2 separate regions of the Solanum lycopersicum genome follow, and region 1 is linked to region 2. A link is a contact called in public promoter capture Hi-C data. All regions are on one chromosome and are shown on one strand. The core of a region is the stretch at or near the end of the contact, and the rest is flanking DNA. Distances in the headings are between cores, read along the strand shown.

Evidence for each region. Promoter capture Hi-C pulls out the DNA fragments that hold promoters and counts their contacts.
Region 1: a contact with region 2 is called in a promoter capture Hi-C map of leaf, with 7 times the contacts expected there. The contact joins the enhancer-like site here to the promoter of LOC101268188 in region 2. A contact is called at or near these places in 1 of 1 promoter capture datasets (leaf), 3 of 8 Hi-C or Micro-C datasets (all in leaf) and 1 of 1 datasets of contacts at active chromatin or transcription factors (leaf).

What each region holds. Positions count from the first base shown.
Region 1 is chr6:2,345,861-2,350,635 of SLM_r2.1, forward strand. It overlaps the pseudogene Mi-1A. Among protein-coding and RNA genes, the nearest start is that of Mi-1B, 9.7 kb to the right of the region's middle. Within about 2 kb of position 2,756, at least 2 of the 2 cell types and tissues checked have open chromatin away from gene starts, as enhancers often do. A contact at or near this core is called in leaf, where this site is marked.
Region 2 is chr6:2,242,831-2,247,114 of SLM_r2.1, forward strand. LOC101268188 reads left to right here and starts at 1,448. Exons shown (of 7, transcript XM_004240447.5): 1 at 1,448-1,677. The coding sequence starts at 1,501. LOC101267896 reads right to left here and starts at 12. Exons shown (of 3, transcript XM_010323523.4): 1 at 1-12.

The DNA.
Region 1 (4,775 bases), core at 1,506-4,005, 100 kb after region 2:
TCGGCCTACTTGCAAAGTACAGCAAGCATGGCTTCAGATGATGAGGTAAGTGGTCAAAACTTATTTCAATAACTTTCATCACTTCCACTTTATTCTTCAAAATAAAAGAAAGCAAATTATTTACAACTTCAAGCCACACACTCTTTTTCTTTTCCCTCCCAACAATGACTCCAGCAATCAGATCCACAATCAAAGGAAGCCCTTTACAATTTTCGGCTATTTCTTTACCAACATCCAATAGTTCATCAGGGCAACTCTCGTTTCCAAATGCCCTTTTCTCTATTAACTCCCAACTTTCTTCTGATCTTAGCAATCGAAGGTCAAGAGGAGCAGTGTAGAGCTTTCCATGCAAAGCCACTTCCTTTTCTCGAGTTGTCAAAATAATTCTACTTCCTTTCTGAGCTTCAGGAAAAGATCTTGTTAACTCATCCCATGTAGTAGTATCCCACACGTCATCTAATACAATAAGATACCTCTTTCCGTGTAGTTGTTTCCGTAGCTTATCAGCAACATCAATATTCTCACTCAATTTTGAATTTGAGTCACTAACTTGATTGAAAATTTTATCCAACAACTTCTTCTCGTCATATCCTTGGTCGACCGTGCACCATGCACGAAGGTCGAAATGGCTAGAAACTGATTTATCATTGTATACTTTGTATGCCAAAGTAGTTTTACCTGAACCAGGCATACCAGTGATCCAAATGACATCTAGATCTGCCGGTCCATTGGTGAGCTTTCTAAGTATCAAGTTTGTCTCCTCCTCAAAACCTACAATTATTTTATCAGTTGTCAATGACTTTCTCTCAACCGGTTTCTTGAGAGAGTTCACAACGATGAGACCTCTGTTCTTGGGGATCTTCTCATGTAAATCAGAGACCTCGTCTTTGATAAGCTTCATCTTCTTTATGGTAGTGGGAAGTGAGAAAATAAGATGTAAGAGACCATTATCTCGAAGTCGTGTACAAGAGTTGATACATCTCTGGTAAGTGTTCCAACACGATCCAAGAGATCAAAAAGTTTGTCATGATGAATAAAGTCCTTAAGCATATCAGAAAGGATAATCAACAGGAATTCCATCATGACATGAATGTTTCGAGCCCCTGAAGTGCTAGGGGTAATGACAGTTATCATATGCTCTTGTAGATGAATAAGATATTCCCGAAGAATGTCCGGAGAGGTTTCCAGGAGCTGCTTAATGAAGAGTCCATCTTCTTCTGAAGTTGAAGCTTTCAAATTTGTAAAATATATGCGCATAAGCTCCAGTTCAGTTGGAACAATCTTCAAGAGTAAATGTGCTAACTTGAAGAGTCGAGAGTCTTTAACATTCTGATCATTCTCATCTAGCTGGGCGAGTCGAGAGTCTTCATCAGTCTGATCTTCCCAAAGGAAGCGTCCTACTCTCTCAGCCATCAGTTGAAACAGAGGTAAGACATTCTCAACCATCTCATGCTTAATGCGACCATTCACTATCAATCCATGGAAATCTCTTACGTTTCCACATACATTCTGAAGAACCTCATATTGTTAGGAACGAAAATAAGCAGGTGTAAACGCGGAAGCTAGCAAAGCAAACCTCGAAAGACCACGAGTAAGAAGACAACGAGAAATATATCAAAAGACACAAAGATTTAACGTGGTTCGGTCAATCGACCTACGTCCACAAAGGAGATGAGCAATCCACTATAAATGTGAGAGTACAAAATACAGAGGGAAACAACCTCAACCAATTCACTCGGAATACATGAGAGGTTCACAAATTCTCGCTCTAACCAAAACTCTCAAAGCCCTTAAAACTACATTGTGAATGCTAATTAAGTTAGAAGGAACATGCCTTTATTTATAGAGTCCTAAACCTTTTCCTACCAAAAAAAAGAATAGTCAATTCAAAACCTTTTTCCTAAAAGGAAAACCTATTTATGGTAAGAAATCAGGGCAAATAAAACCCAACACATATTGTGTCACTCTAGGTAACATCTTTTCAGCATGATGCCTCGCTAGATGATAGAGATTCAAGAGGAGGAAGTCCAATTGCTCATCCATCATGATAGCATCTGATTTATAAGAACGATGATACAAGCTGATACAGTCATCCATATTACTGGTGAGTCTAGTAAGGACATCATCATCCAAAATTGGTTGAAGCAGATTCTCATCCTCTTGTCATTATATCTTCAAACTGATCCAAATCGGAATAAGAAAGCTGGACATATGTACAAATAAATGCCAGCTCCAATTTTAGCTTTTCAATTAGATCCACATCAACATCCTTTTGATCTTGTTCATTCTTTAATCTCTCCAGAACATTGGCAACGTCCGTGCGAAGAGCAGAAAATGACATCTGCCAAAAGACCAATCAAATTTACAAAGCCACATTTCTACCCTGCAATAACTGCTAACACATAGTTCAGTGACTTCAATGATAGAACACATAAGGTTTAGTGAATTTAGTGGACAATAAATAGTTTTTAGAATATTACATATACACAAGTAAAGTTCATTGATCAAGGGTGAAATTAGCTCGAGAATCTACCTGCATTATTTTATTTTGTTTACCTTCAAATTTTGATTATATACTATAATAAAATAATGATCCAAGTAAATATAAGATACCTGTAGGTTGCTTCTTTCCATGACAGTAATTCTCCGGATCTGATGTAGATAACAAGTTTAAACACAGAGTTGTAATTAGAGACGATAGGAACCTTTTCAGTTGATGAAATATCTTATATGTATGTTCTTTGTTTGTGTGGAGGAGAAAATACCAAGAAAATGACATAATAAATAGGTTTGAACAAGTCAGTCAGTCAACTGACATTGGGACTGTACAGGCATTCATTCTCAACTAAAATAATTAATAGCATACTATATGGCTTGTTTACCCAGAGTAATCGAAATTTAATTTGTACACAAAGTATAATGATACTAACTCGCTATATATTTAGTAGATAATGTGCTTGATTAAAATCTTACTAGAAAAATCCCCTGGGAAAAAAGTGATCTCTCGTAACTGCTTTGGTTGCTTGTTATTTTACTAACGTCGTCTACTTAATAGTTCCGTCGGGGCTTTGATGAAACAAATTGTAGACATCTTTTTAGAACAGTAAAAGGTGTAAGAACCTGCCAATTTGTTTGACACTTCTATGTATGAAGACTCTGGAGATTTGGACGTGAACTGTCACATTTCTCCGCTCAAATTTTGCCAGAATATTCCAAAATTTTAGAAACTCCAAATACTTGTTTTCATAATTTTAACTTTGTACACTTACAAAAGAAATTCAACATTTTTCCAAGTTATATTTATTCTTTCTAGGCATAGTACATTAAAATGACATTTAGCTTGACTTCAGTGGATAACTGTGACCTTTAACTTTGCTTATCTGCCATAAAGGAAAGAGATAAGAAAGTTAATCAAACTTTCAATACTCTCAGTTTGAAGTCAATGAAGTGATTGAGAGAACTCAAGTTCAAATTTCAGCGGAGTTATCTGATACCTGTTGCTGGTGCGTGTTTTCAATAGTCATGGCTCGATACATTAACTGTTTTTTTTTCCTGAGAAGGGATACATGAACTGTGTTTGTGATAGAATAGATAAATTGATTGTTAGTTGTAAAACCAGAAGTTTCCAAGAGAAAGAACAATAATCCTAATATATTAATTGTGTTGCTGAATCTGATAAATGTCAGGGATAAATAAACAGTGTAATGAACTTCAGTGTTTACTGAGATAACATAGTTAAACAATTCATGTCGAGTGAACTCTTTGAATAATTTATTGGTCTGCCATATGAAGAATAACTTAATGTTGCACAAATCCTACATTTTGACAATTCATGTTTATCTTTCCTAGTTAGACGCTTCATTAGCTTTTGAGCTCTTCTTGTCCAGTGGCTCTTTTGCATAATTGGTTATCCAGCTTACGCTTTAATTAAGGCACTTGTGATGGAGGAGATTGCCAACACTAGTAAGGAACTTCAAGAGCTTAGGGTGATTCTACAGATTCTTCGAGACATTCTGTGTCTACAGATCTTTTGGGGCCACTTTGTCTGAAATGGTGTCGCTAACAAGTGCCTTGTTTCGTCTTAAAATTTGGAGTTATCGTCTCCATATATCCTTTTGTTTATGCTGGAGTAAGGTCTATATAGTTTCCCCTTTGTTTGTTAATTAATTCTTTTTTAGCTGTTAAATGTGCCCTCAATGTTCACTTATCTCTATATACTTGTATTAATACATTATATTCTTATTTGGAACTGAAATTAACAGGAGAGCTTCTAGAGCTTCAGGGATTAAAAAAAGTTAAGGTACTCTTTCATTTGTTTAGATCACTATAATTTCTAAGTGGTTAGGCCCCTAAGGAAATAGTTGAGGCCTCAAGATCATCCGATGCTTATGCTTAAAATCAACTATAATAGTACTAAATAGAGATAAATAGACATTTACTCTCAGTGGATGTTCTAAGTGTTGGTGATGATATTTTCTTCAGAATAATACTAGGATTGCACAAGCATAGTTGCATACATTTCAAACAGAGAATGTTTGGCAAGTGCTAGAATGAACTTCTAATTTTAATTGAATTTATGCTTTTATAAAAAATCAAATTGATGAATAAAATCAATTCTTAACTGAAAATTTCGTTGATGATTCAATCCGGGGGGAAAAGGCTTGGACATCTTTTGAACCTAGAAACACAATTATGGTTGCCAAACTATGACAGTTCCGAGGAGAGAATCAGGAGGCTTGGATAGTTCAAGCTATACATTATTTCGATTTTTATAA
Region 2 (4,284 bases), core at 198-2,697:
ATTTTTGAATTTACGGTGGGTTTGGTATGGAATCCAATATATTTGATTTGGTCAAAAAAAAAAATCAAAAAAGAAAAATGATATTTTACAAATGAGATTTATGGTAATACGTCAATTTTGTTTCATAAAATTGAATTGGATAATAAAAGTAGAGTGCGTAACTAGAAATAACGTTTGATTAAAGGTAAATTGAATGATTATAGAATTTGATATCACTGAGAACAATTTAAATATTTTTTATGAAAAAAATAAGCACTTTTACTAAAAAAAAAGTGCTTATTGAGTAAGATTGAGTTTTAAGTTTAAGTTGTTTATAGATTGAGTGCTTGAGTGTGTCTTTCTCATATTGATCAAGGCATATTTTATTTAATAATTAGTTACGAAAAAGTTATTTGTGTATTAAAAATTATAGCTTATTGTCTCCTCATACCATATGTTATTTGGATAATAACATTATTCATTAAATTCAAGTAAAATTTTATCCTTACTCGAAAATTATATCAAATCATACTAATTTATATTAAGTTTTTATAATAATCAGCATAACATATAAACGTTTTTTTTAATTTGAATTCAGCTAAAAAATTATATTCTTCAATATTTAGTGTGCCCAAGTACACACACGTTCTATATGTTATAATAAGTGTCGTATATGATATAATACAAATCAACTCAAATATATATCAAGTGAATTGCCTTGATATTGCTCTAGCTAAGGCTTTCTTTCTGCTTTGACTTGTCGTCCTTATCTTTCAATTTGAATTTGCATGTGTTCCATAATTATTTCGAGTGTTTGCTATTATCTTGCTTGAGTTAGACAAACAAAGAAGGATCTTATGCTGCATGTAACCTGTAAACTATTTAAAATAAATAACATATACCCTTCATTTGTTTTTGATCTCAAAACTATCTCTTTGTTTAGCTATTGGATCACACCATCCTTTTTTAACAGATTGCTACAACTCATAAAGTAGTATCCAATGTATAAAAAATATGTCATATGATTGTCTACCTAAGCACACAAATATGATCGTCAAATCAAATACTGAACAAATGAAAATGTTTGAAGGAAGTATGTTGTTAGATACTCATTCATTCTATTTTATGTGACATCATTTCCTTTTTTAGTCCGTTTAAAAAAAAATCACATTTCTTCATATGTTAAGTATTTAAAAGTATAATTCCTCTTTTACCCTTGTTGATCTCACTTAATTTTAAAGATAACCTAATACAGGAGAGAGAAAAATGAGTTTACTTTTGGAAGAACAATTTGGTAAACATTTTAAAGTCTTCATTATTTCTTAAACTCCGTGCCCGGTCAAATATTGCCACATGAAATGAGACGGAGGGAGTAAAAGAATTAACACGAGGGCAAAATCGGAAAAATCTAAGGAAACAAGGGCAAAATTGACCTTTTACATTCGATAATTTGGGAATTTAATGAATTTAATTTTGTGTTGTTTAATATCGTAATCTGAGAATTTTCGTTACGTATCAACAATGGACAATTCGAGCCCATCAACAAGCCGGAAACGGCAACGCGCCGGCGAGCCCTGTCCCGAGCCGGAATCGGACCTCAACGACGACCAATTACTATCACTTGAAGAAAATTTCAACTTCAGTGATACACTGGTGGCTCTTCGCATGATGCGTGCTCACTTTCCCCGTATTGAAAAGGTATTTTTTTTTGATTTTTCGACATAATATTGATAATCATGAGTTGAATTAGTGAAATAGTTAACAGACAATTTTAGCAGGAATTATAAGATTGTTGTTATTCAGTGAATAATTTAGTAACCCTGTAATTTTACATATGAACACTAATAGCAAAGAAGAAGAAAGGTAGAATCATGCTTTATTTATTTCAATTTATTTGTCTGGTTTTGACTTAGAACTACAAAGGAAACTAAAACAAACAAATTGAGACGGACGGAGTAAATACTATGAAATAGCGACGTGGCAGTGACCGAGTGGGCAATCACGGTTGAGAACAATGAGGTTTCAAGTTCAACAATATTACTTTCTTTGTCCCATTTTATGTGGCAACGTCCGGCTTGCATGGTGTTAAGAAAATAGAAAGGTTTTTGAAACTTGTGGTTTAAATTAATCTATAGATATTTGTTGGTCGAAAATCCTAGAAGATATAGTGAAAATGCTTGATGGCATTCTAGTACTTGGTAATGCAGAGTTTTATGCCGGAAATGAAACGTTGTATAAGTAATACATTATTTTATGCAAGATTCAGTTTTTCTTGGACAGGAGACCTAAATGTTAATTATGTTCATGTTTCTGACTAGTTATTGTGGAGGAAGCAAAAATGATTCATGTGCCATATTGCATAGAGCAAGTCCTCTGTAGGCAAAGTATGAGGGTATGAGATCATGTCACGACCCAAATCGGGCCGCGACTGGCACCCACACTTACCCTCCTATGTGAGCGAACCAATCAATACAAAGCCCAACATTGCGAATATAATAACACAATATAATGCGGAAGACTTAAACTCATTAATGAAAATCAATTAAATAACTTCTAAAAACTCGACAACTTTTATTATCCCAAAATCTGGAAGTCATCATCACAAGAACATCTATCCTCAAATTACAAATCTAAGAGTATCTAAGAAGCTAAAATACATAAAAAGCTAGTCCATGCCGGAACTTCAAGGCATCAAGACATGAAGAGGAAGATCCAGTCCAAGCTAGAAGCATTAGCTCACCCTGAAATCCGGAATAATGAAGACTGGCTAGAGTTGCGGTTGAGTTGAAGTTGACGGTATGTTTGCTGCACTCCACATATAACAAAGAAAGAGACATACAAGTAGGGGTCAGTACAAAACACGGGTACTGAGTAGATATCATCGGCCAACTCAAAATAGAAAACAATATATATCAAATAATAATATAAAATCAACTACATTACTCAACATGTAGCAACAACAAGTACTATAATCGTTAATAAGTACCGCCAAGTTCACACATGAGGACTCAAGCCTCAATACCATACTCATTTGGAAATTAGGTTTATTAGATTGCGTATATTAACATCTTTCAAGATTCATCACCTTTATTCTTGTGTCGGTACGTGACACTCTGCTCCCCTACTACTATGTGTCGGAACGTGACACTCCGATCCCCTAGTTCTACGTGTCGGTTCGTGACACCCGATCCCCTAATTCTACGTGTCGGTTCGTGACACCCGATCCTCTAATTCTACGTGTCGGTTCGTGACACCCGATCCCCTAATTCTACGTGTCGGTTCGTGACACCCGATCCCCTAATCTCATTCTATTAATTCATCAAGCCTTCTTTTATATCAAGGCATCATCAATCTCATTACTTTAGTTCATCAAACCTTCTTTTATACCAAGGCATCATCACTCTCATTACTTTAGTTCATCAAGCCTTCTTTTATACCAAGGCATCATCATTAACAAGGGGTTTTCAAGATTGGAGTTTTCAAGATTTGGGATTCAATAGCTTCATCATGCTTATTTCATCACAATTATATAATCATATTCATGCAAGCATACAATTAAGCATATAGAAGACTTTACAATACAACCCAACACATATCATTCGCTATTAAGAGTTAACTACGAATAGTATAAAAACCATAACCTACCTCCATCGAAGATTAGTGATCAAGCAAGCAAGTTCCCAAAGCTTTGTTCTTCTTCTCGTTTCTCCTCTTTCTCGTTCGATCCTCTCTCTCTTTGTTCTTTCTATTTTTCTTATTCAAACCCTTTTTCTTTTACCCTAATTATCATATAATTAAGTATAAAAGATGAGGAATTAATCCACTAATTAACTCAAGGTTATCTCTTTTAACCCCCAAGTAATTGAGTTATTAATATTAAACCACGAAATTTATAATTAAAGCAAGAATAGTCCAAAACGTCCCTTAAAACATTTAAAGAAATTCGACTCAGCCTGGGATTACGCAACCTGTGACGGGCCGTCGTGACTGCGACGGTCCGTCCTGCTGCTTCCGTCATAGAGTTCAGAGATTGAAATTTACTGAAGAGTCTGTGACGGCCCGTCATGCCTGTGACGGTCCGTCCTGCCACTTCGTCACGAAGTTCAGAGAGTCGATTCCAGTACCCAATTTTCAGAATTCTAAGTATTTTGGAACGAGACACCCTCGACGGTCCGTCGTGCCTACGACGGTCCGTCGTGCCTACGACGGTCCGTCGTGGGGTCCGTCGACCAAGACAGCTTTTTCCAGAATTAAAATCTGCTGCTCAAAACGACTAAACAGGTCGTTACAAATCATTTTGTATCA